2 separate regions of the Sus scrofa genome follow, and region 1 is linked to region 2. A link is a contact called in public promoter capture Hi-C data. All regions are on one chromosome and are shown on one strand. The core of a region is the stretch at or near the end of the contact, and the rest is flanking DNA. Distances in the headings are between cores, read along the strand shown. Region 1 holds the start of FMO4 (dimethylaniline monooxygenase [N-oxide-forming] 4). Region 2 has its middle 21 kb from the start of FMO3.

What was found. Promoter capture Hi-C pulls out the DNA fragments that hold promoters and counts their contacts.
Region 1: a contact with region 2 is called in a promoter capture Hi-C map of liver, with 2.8 times the contacts expected there. The contact joins the promoter of FMO4 here to the enhancer-like site in region 2. A contact is called at or near these places in 3 of 5 promoter capture datasets (fetal skeletal muscle, liver and skeletal muscle), 18 of 47 Hi-C or Micro-C datasets (alveolar macrophages, brain, embryonic fibroblasts and 11 more) and 2 of 2 datasets of contacts at active chromatin or transcription factors (alveolar macrophages and skeletal muscle).

The regions. Positions count from the first base shown.
Region 1 is chr9:63,906,198-63,911,018 of Sscrofa11.1, reverse strand. It overlaps FMO4 (dimethylaniline monooxygenase [N-oxide-forming] 4), which reads right to left and starts at 2,173. Exons shown (of 10, transcript XR_002335778.1): 1 at 2,033-2,173; 2 at 1,825-1,924.
Region 2 is chr9:63,734,959-63,739,691 of Sscrofa11.1, reverse strand. No RefSeq gene overlaps it. Among named protein-coding and RNA genes, the nearest start is that of FMO3, 21 kb to the left of the region's middle. Within about 2 kb of position 2,986, at least 4 of the 83 cell types and tissues checked have an H3K27ac peak or open chromatin away from gene starts, as enhancers often do. A contact at or near this core is called in liver, where this site is marked.

The DNA of each region.
Region 1 (4,821 bases), core at 924-3,423, 170 kb before region 2:
GCACTAGGTGGAGGTCTAGAATTGGCAGATCTTGGGTGTGCTCTATTTTTGCAATGATAAGAAGAAAGAAGTAGTTGTTAATTGAACTGAAATTGAAAATGTGCTGCAGTGAATAGACTGGAAGTAAATTAATCCATTCAACAGATACACCCTGTGTTGCTCTAGGGGCAGGTACTGAGCCAAATGTGGGGGCCCCAAAGATGATTAAGAACAAATGCTAAATAATAGAAATAAAAATAGAGCCAGTGACTGTCCTCAAGAAGATGCCTCCATATGGAGAGAGGCTGACACACATGTGGTATGTTCTATAATAGCATCATGCTTTGGGTACAAATGCTTGCAAACACTCTTGGGCTGCTTAGCTATGCCTAGAGACCTAGTCAGATACAGAGTGGGCTGTTTTTCCTGGGCAAAAACACCCTGTCCTTTACAGACTCACTTAGAGACTGTCTAAATGCCGAATAATGGTATTCCAAATCGATGTGAATTGAAAGACGGGAGAATACGTAACGGAGCTAGTGCCCTGTGGAGCTCCTAGCACATAAGTCTTTCTGTGTCCTCCATTTCTTGTTTTTAGGGAATAAGCTTCAGCCTCCATGACCTTTCCTGAGTTCCAAAGGGCAGCTGCTAATCAGGGAACTGAGGGGACTGAGAGACCAAGGATGAGCAGTCAAGAGACAACAGTGCAGCCTTGAGGCAGGGTCCTGGTTCCTTCTCAAGGAATATACATAACAACATCTTTGAGCCTTTCTGTAGAACTAAAACCCCCAACATATAGAAGAACTACTTGATGAAGCATTCTTCATTTCTGGAAGAAGGAGGACCATAAGAACCAGTCCTGGGGCCACTTAAACACCAGCTTTGAAAGAAAATGCAAGCTTGCCTCTACTCTGATTTGGGGAGTGGCCCTATATTCCACTCCCCAAATGATAAAACCACCTCCTAATCTTTTCCAAGGGGGCCACAGTCTTTAAGGCATCAGCATGCTGTGGCTGATTTTGCCTGGCAATAAATAAAGCCATCTTTTTCTCCTTCAAGCAAAACTCCGTCTCTGCATTTCTATTAGGCAACTGTTGAGTTTGACTTTCAGCAACAAATACTGCAGGCTTGAAGGGCCAGGGGGGTGTAAGATGTGTTAAGCCCCTTGTAAACAATAAAGTGTGCTATAAAGTGTGCATAAGTTCCATTGTAGGTCAAAGGTTGCTGATATTTGCTTCCTTAATAGAAAGGAGTCCTAAGCTACTGAATTGGACTTTTGGACAACATCAAAACCCATCCCATGCCTGACAGACTATAAATTCCTACATTTTGTCATGCCTGACAAAATGTAGGAATTGTTTTTGAGACATGGAGAGACTTGGGTGATTAGGCTATTATGTAACTAGTTATGATTTATATGACAGAAATTTGATCTATTCATATTTATTATCATTCTACCAGTGTTCTTCCTTTGCTACAGTATGTCCTGCCATAACACTCGTGGAGTATTTTGTGTTTCCCAATGCCTGGCAATGCCATCTCATCCATAAAGTGAAATCAGAAGTGAGCCTGGAATGACAGAAAGTCCCACAGTTCTGTTATTCTCACCCACACCTCCTTTCTGGGTGTTTTCACCCTACAACATAACTTTGTTTCCTTACAATTCCTTTGCTTCCGGTTTTCTCCATAATTCTCTGCTTTAACCTTAATCAGGAGGCTCCTGAAGAAGAGGATCACAATAATTTTTAAGGAATGCACTCTCCAAGGAGAATATTCATCCTCTGTGAAAGCAGCTCCTGGAAAAATACCCCCATTAAAAAAAAAAAAAAAATCCAGGACACTTACCTTGTTGGCATAGAGTAGATATTCTGACAAATTATTTCTCAAAACCAATACCAAAGGTAGTGTTTGTCTTGAAAAACAATTGAAACTCCAACTCTTTGTTCTGGAAGGAAAATAAAAGAACGCCAACTATCACAAAATTGCTCTCGGTTTAAAACAAAAACCCATTCGTCTTTCCTGTCCTGCTGGTGATAGCAGAAAGTATACTCACAGAGCAAAACAAAACAGAAAAAGTTGTGTGGGACACGGCTAGATACTTCCGTGATCTCGAGGGAGGGCTAAATGACGAGTTAGAATAATGCTTTCGGATTCGAAGGCCACAAGCGACTTCTGACCCTTTTCCCCCACCCTCCGAAACGTCACAGTTCCGGCAAAGCCCTAAAGGGGAGCATAGGTTAAGTGGCCGCTCTTCTCCTCGTAGCCGTTAGAGGGCGCCAAGTCACCCCCAAACCACAGCCCCCAGGGAGAGGGGCAGTGTACTTTCTAAATTCTGACTCTTTTATTAGTCCCTTCAGTGGTCATAGGAGCGGGCCATGGGAGAAAGTCATTTGTCATGTCAGCAGTTCTTCCAAGTCTAGAGTTCCCGCACCCCAGAAGTGTGATTTCAAAATTGAGAATTTATAAGGGATTTAAGCAGTTTCGTCTTTTCAGAAAAGGTCAGCAGAGGGAGCTGGTAAAACATGTTTGAGAAAACATGAAACTAGTTTTAGATATTAACCCAGGGCACACGAAAAGGAATAATTACAGAAGCACTGGCAGTAATAGAATAGTAAGTACACAGCATCTTTTTCTCCACTGAGTGCTTGGAAGCCAGCATAAAGGACCATCTTCAGCTCATTGAACAATCATAGATGCAAATGCCCACAAGGGTCGGAGAAGAGGGCCTGATCAGATCTGACTGGAAAGCACCTGCCCACCCCCATGTATTAGGTTTAGCTAAATAGTGCTATTTGAGAGCATAAGCCCACTATTGCAAGGTTTTAAGCTCCTTTCAATAGAGACTGAAAATTCAGATTTTTATATAAAGTCTGCTGTTGGCAACATATTTTTTCTTTTGAGAAATATTAAGTCCACAGAGAAGTTGTAAGAGTTATTTTATTAATGAACACTAATGTATTCCTCACCCATTTCATCAACTAGCAACCTCTTGACACACTGACATTTTCTTTCTCTCTCTCCACCCATGTTTACACACATATGCATCTGTAGACACACATCTAAAAGTAGTCTTCAGATGGCAAGTTGCCATCCGGATATTTTAGCACATTATCTTGCAAGAAGAATGGCATTCTTCCACACAACCATATTTCAATTATGGTATATAAGAAAATCAGTATAAATTCAATAACTTACGTAACATACAGGTCATTTTCAGTTGTCCCCCAAATATTTTTATTTATTTATTTATTTATTTTTGTCTTTTTGCTATTTCTTGGGCCGCTCACGCGGCATATGGAGGTTCCCAGGCTAGGGGTCGAATCGGAGCTGTAGCCGCCAGCCTATGCCAGAGCCACAGCAACGCTGGATTCGAGCTGCGTCTGCAACCTACACCACAGCTCACGCCGGATCGTTAACCCACTGAGCAAGGGCAGGGACCGAACCCGCAACCTCATGGTTCCTAGTCGGATTCATTAACCACTGAGACACCACGGGAACTCCAATATTCTTACTGAGTGGTGTGCTAGAGCTGGCTTGTGCAGTGAGAATGTGCATCTCCTCCAACTCCAAGTTCAGTGGTAGGTTGCAATTACACACAGTAATGCTTGACACAACAGCTTAACGTTGTTCATGGTGGGGTTGTTTACACCATGGAAACTGGCAAACACTAAAAATCTGGGATCTCCCCACACCCCCTGTCATTCATTAAACATTTATCTATATGCCACCTTTTTTGTTGTTTAATGGTTATTGAAGCATAATTGATAGACAAAACTTGCATAATGCACATAATTTGATGGGCTTTAATACATGCATACACCTGTAAAAGCATCACTCCTTAAGGTAATAAACATTCATCACCTACAAAAGTTTCCTCGTGTCCCTTTTTTGTTTGTTTTTTTGTTGGTAAGAATACTTGACATGAAATCTACATTCCTAACAAATTTTTTAAATGCACAATACAGTGTTGTTAACTATTGGCACTATGTTGAACAGGAGATCTCAGAATTTATTCATCTTGCACAGCTGAAACTATATCCACTGAAAAACATCTCTCCATTTCCCTGTCATTCTAGTCTCTGGCGACCACCAGTCTACTCTCTGCTTCTGTGAGCTTAACTATTTTAGATAATTCGTATAAATAGAATCATACAGATTTTCATTTCTGTGACTGGCTCATTTCATTTAGCATGATGTCTCCAGGTTCATCAATATTGTCACATATGGCGGAATTTTCTTTTTTAAAAAGACCAAATAATATTCCATTGTGTATATATATATGTGTGTGGTGTGTCTATCTATATATGCCTATATGTCTATATATATATATATATATATATATATATATATATATATGTCTATATGTTTCTCTCTCTCTACATAAACATATCACATTTTCTTTATCCATTCTGTCCATGGACATTTAGATTGTTTCTTGGCTATGGTCTTTAATGTTGCAATGAACTTGGTAGTGCAGATATCTTTTTGAGATCCTGATTTCAATTCTTTTGTACAAATACCCAGAAGTGGGATTTCTGAATAATATTCTAGTTCTAGTTCTAATTTTTTGAGGAAACTCCTACTGTTTTCAATAGCAGCGGCACCATTTTATATTCCTACTAACAAGGTAGAAGTGTCATAATTTCCTTTTTTCCTTTTTTTATTATTAAAGTATAGTTGATTTAAAATATTACTCATAATTTCTTCATAGTCTCTCCAATACCTGCTATCTTTTATTTAAAAAAAAAATTTTTTTGTCTTCTCTTTTTGCCTTTTCCAGGGCCGCTCCCACAGCATATGGAGGTTCCCAGGCTAGGGGTCCAATGGGAGGTGTAGCCGCCA
Region 2 (4,733 bases), core at 1,737-4,236:
CTTGTCTTCCCTTAAGTTGAATATATGTCAGCAGGCCAAAGTGCTTGGCATATGTATGGAAATCCCTCATGACTTGACTATTAGGCATGTAATTTGGATAAAATTCTGAAATGATAATCTATAGTGATTGGTCATCATCTCCTTAGAGGTGGTTAATGGTCAGAGATATTATGAATGGCTGTTCTCTGGCTCTGTCCTTGGTATCACTTTCCTGTGGGTAGTAATAAAATGTCAGTTAGTTTGTGCTAATTTCTGGGAAACAGGAACTGAGAAAAATGAAAGCATTAAATAAGTATACATGAGATTTAGTTGGTACAATTTATACTTTCTGACCTTCCCTTGTTCTAAGATATTTGGTCCTAACCCATTCCTGGCTGCTTTACATATGCTGAAAGCCAAGTTTTAGGTACTTACCATACTTCTGTCTCCCTTAAATCTGCTCTAGGAGACTAAGCATAGCAAAATAAACTTTCCTCCAACTTATAATTGTTGGCTACCTATCTTTCAAGGAAAAGTGATGAACTTTATCTAGATATTCTATTGGGTATTGAGAATATAAGACTATGCCTCTTTATCAGTTAACAATCTGAGAGGTAAAGACATTACCATAATTAAAAATAATAATTTATTAAAGTTAAATTGGAGACATTAATTTAGTAGAGTGAACCTTGGATATTGGAGTTAAAAGATTTAACTCTCCTCACTAGCTATCTACATTATTGTGCACAAGTCATTTAGATTCTCTAGACTTCAGACTCCTTGTTCATTACAATGTATCTCATGGTGTTGGTATAAGAGTAAAATGAGCTATTGCACACAAAGGCTTTGAACATGGAAAAAGGCACTAGGCATGGTGCAGTGGTGTTAACTTCAGCAATCTGTGTAAGGAGTTTTGAGATCTCTCCATGACTAGGTGTAGAAAGGTCATCTAGACACTACTTCTGGGTTTTTAAAAGCTTTCCTTACAAGGATGTTGCCTTAAATATAAACACAGAATCTGTACATATTGAAGTGAAATGAATATATGGGAATAACTTTTGGAATAAAAAGCAAAGTCAATTAAAAAAATTAATATGTGAGAGATATTGAGATTGACTTTAGAAAACAGTGCCAGATTTTTCATGTTAGTGATACATAGATCTGCAATAATTCATGGTGACTCTTTACTAAGGGATACTTTTTCTCAGTTGAGAAGATAAATTTTTGCACTACCAAAATGTATGTGATTGATAAAATATCACATATGTAATCTAAAAACTCCTTCAAGTTTGCAGCTAAGCTTCTTTTCTGATTTTTTTTTCATTTCTAACATAATAACTGAGTTAAATTATTTCATGTTTATGTCTTTAAGCCAATGGCTATACTGGAGATAAGAAGTGATTCATGTTATCACCTCTGAGAAAATTGAGTGCAAGGAGATATTATATTTAAGAATGGAACAATGGTTAAATAAATTTAAGAAAAAGCAAGGAGTGGGGAAATAGCTGAAAAGGAAGGAGAGGATGAGAGGGATGGGTCAGGGTCACCTGGAATCTTTGTCCAAATCTCACACAATTGGTATGTGGTCTAATAGGCTTAAACATTGGAGCTAAATATAGTTCCAGGGCAGCTGTCCTGTAGATATTTATTTCAAGTGTGTATTGTGTGCATATACAAGCATTGTTCAACTTCCTGAGTTTGGGTTTTCAAATTTGACTTGTAACTTTTATAAGACCTTCTGATATCCTCTCAAGAAAGAAGAAACATGCCTATTTTAATAGAGCTTGATGAACACAATATTTTGTTTTGCTTTTATGCTTGACTGCAGATTAGAAATAATCTTGCTAACTCCTTTTTCCCTCTCTCCTGTCACCATTGATACTGCCTTCTTTCAATAGAAATAGAATACATGAGTTTTGGAATCAAATACCGAATAGAAAGTTAAGAAAGGGAATAGAAACAAATATTCATGGGTCAGAAACATGGATTTGAGTGGCTTCCTGGATGATGGTTTCTATTTTTATTTTAATTCAGGCAGTGAAGTCCTCTATGGAGAATGATCAGGCAATGGATAGAAGAGCAGATCTCAGGAGATTTTAAAATGTAGGAAATAGCTGTAAGGCTTGCCTGGGGCACCAGGGTCTAATTGAGGTGGAGGAACATGAATTTCTAACAGAATATAACTTGTTCATGTGCAGTAGCACCATTCTGTGTGCATTTGTGTGATTTTTATTTAGGAACAATGTTAGTTTAGAAGCAGAGGAGGGATGACCATCAGATGAACTGATCAGTGGTTTGTGTTTCAGTGGAAGAAGGGTGATAGAATTCTGGCTTTTGTTAGGAGGGTGGCTAAAGTAACAGATAAGAGTCCTAGGCCACACAGAGAAGAAAATGAAGATGTGAGAGGATGGGCTTAACAACCTTACTGTCCTATTAAAGTAGAATACCAGGGGTAGTAGGGGTAAAATTATGGGCTGAATTTTGCCATCTCCCATTCCTTTGTTGAAGTCCTAACTCCCAGTCCTCAGACTGTGATTATATTTGGATGCAGGATCTTTAAAGAAGTAATTAAAGTTAAATGGAGTCATTGGGATAGGCCCTAATCCAATATGACTGATGTCCTTATAAGAAGAGGAGACAAGGTACAGAAATAAGTAGTAAAAAAGATCATGTGAAGACACAGAGAGAAAACAGAAAATGGTTAACTTTAGGTGTCAACTTGCCTGGATTAAGTAATGCTGGTAAAACATGATTCCTGGGTATATCTGTAAGAGTGTTTTTAGAAGAGATTTGTGTTAAATCAGTAGAGTTGAGTAAAAAACATCTGTGGTCACTAATGCTGGTAGGCATCATTCAATCCATTGAGGGCCTGAATAGAACAAAAATTTGGAGGAAGAGTGAAGTCACTTTCTGTCTTTTTGAGCTGGGACCTTCAATCCTCCCTCCAACATTGAAGTACTTTGGACTCAGCAGAATTATCCCAGCACCTGTCCTGGTCCTCCAGCTTGCAGACAGCAGATAGTGGAACTTCTTGGCTTTTATAATCATGTGAATCAATTCCTACAGTAAACCTCATGTTGAAAGATCTACAAATTTCTCATTGGTTCTGTTTCTCTGGAGAACCCTGACTGATCCAACAGTGAGAGGCCTCAGAAGAAATCAAACTTGCCAATACCTTCATCTAGTACTGCAGCCCCCAGAAGTGTGAAAAAATACATTTCTGTTAAGCCACCCAGTTAATGGTACTTTGTTATCGTAGCCCTAACAAATGAATACAGGAGGTGTCGGTGTTCTGGAAAGATAAGAGATTAAGGTCCAAAGCAGGATTGCTTGTGTTTATATGAGTGGTGTAATTCCTGGTGATGACGAAGTCCAGGGTGTTGCTGTGGGAGTGGGGGCCAAAGTGGCAAGGAGGTTAAGGTCACTGAATGCAGAAAGCATATCTGTGGTAGTGAACCTGAGCCTCTTGCCCATATTTATAAACCCAGAAAAGTGCATGGGGGCTGTTTAGACTCCAGAGTCCCTGGCCCAGCATGTAGTGGGGACAGTAGAGCATAAAGCGCAAAGCACCTTAGGCAGCCCTATGTAATTTCTTAGAGCTGACGTTTAGCACAAGGAACTGATTGTTTCTTGGAACAATCTCCAGTATAGTAGGTGACATTCATTATTGTATATATACCAAGAACTGTACCAAGTGCTTTATAATAGTTTTCTCATTTAGTCCTCATAATAAATTTAGGACAAGGATTCTATTTGTGTTCCCCCATTTCACATATGTGGGAATTAAGTCTTGCACTAGGCAAGTTGCCTTCCCCAATTTACACCAACTGGGTCACAGAGTGAGGAGTCAATTTCTGTCTCACTAGATCCAAATCTTCTGCCTTTAAACATTATAGCATTTCCTCATAATTTATCTCCTTGGAGTTGAAATAACATAAATTTTGGACTAATCTTTATCACTTTGTATCTTTTACCCTTATATACAATTTTAGACCTGTGGAGTCTATGTCTAAGATACACACTGACTCCATCCATATCTTTGTTTTACCTGGTACCACGTAGTTCACATTACTGTCAAAACTACCATATATATAGACTAGAGGGAAACCTGCAGGCCATGGAAAGCTGGGCAAGCACTGCCTTGACAGGGTTCAGAGTATCTTAAAAGGGGGAACTGGGAAAGGTACTTACACATTTTAGGGCTAGAGTTATCAAAGGGAGGCTTTCAGGCAAAAGGAAGAAAGCAAATTCTTGGTCAGAATTTGTGAACCAGGCAGGAGACACTTATCTTGGGAAAGCAGTTATGAGTCTGTGCAGTTACTGATAGGTCTGCTGTCTTTTCCCGGAGTACATGGGTCTGAATGAGCTGGTAACCATTTGAACTTGGTTTGTGATACACACCATAGTTTGGTATGCTTTATCTATCTCATGAGTCACATTACAGTTCACCACCACTTCTTTCTTGGTCTTGTGCAACAGCCTCTTTAATTTCCCTGCTTCTACACTTTCTCACTTCCAACCCTTTCTTGACAAAGAAGCCAAAGCAATCTTTTTTTGAATCTCAGATTGGATGTCATTTTCCTGCCTAAAACTCTTCAGTGTCTTCTCATTGAACTTGATATAAAGCCCCAAATTCTTAGCAGAGTCTTCAGCCCTCAATAATTCTGGTATTATTCTATGCCACTCCCCTGCCTTGCACATACTGTGCTCCATCAACCCTAGATGTCTTTGTTTCTTAAACACACCAACTCATT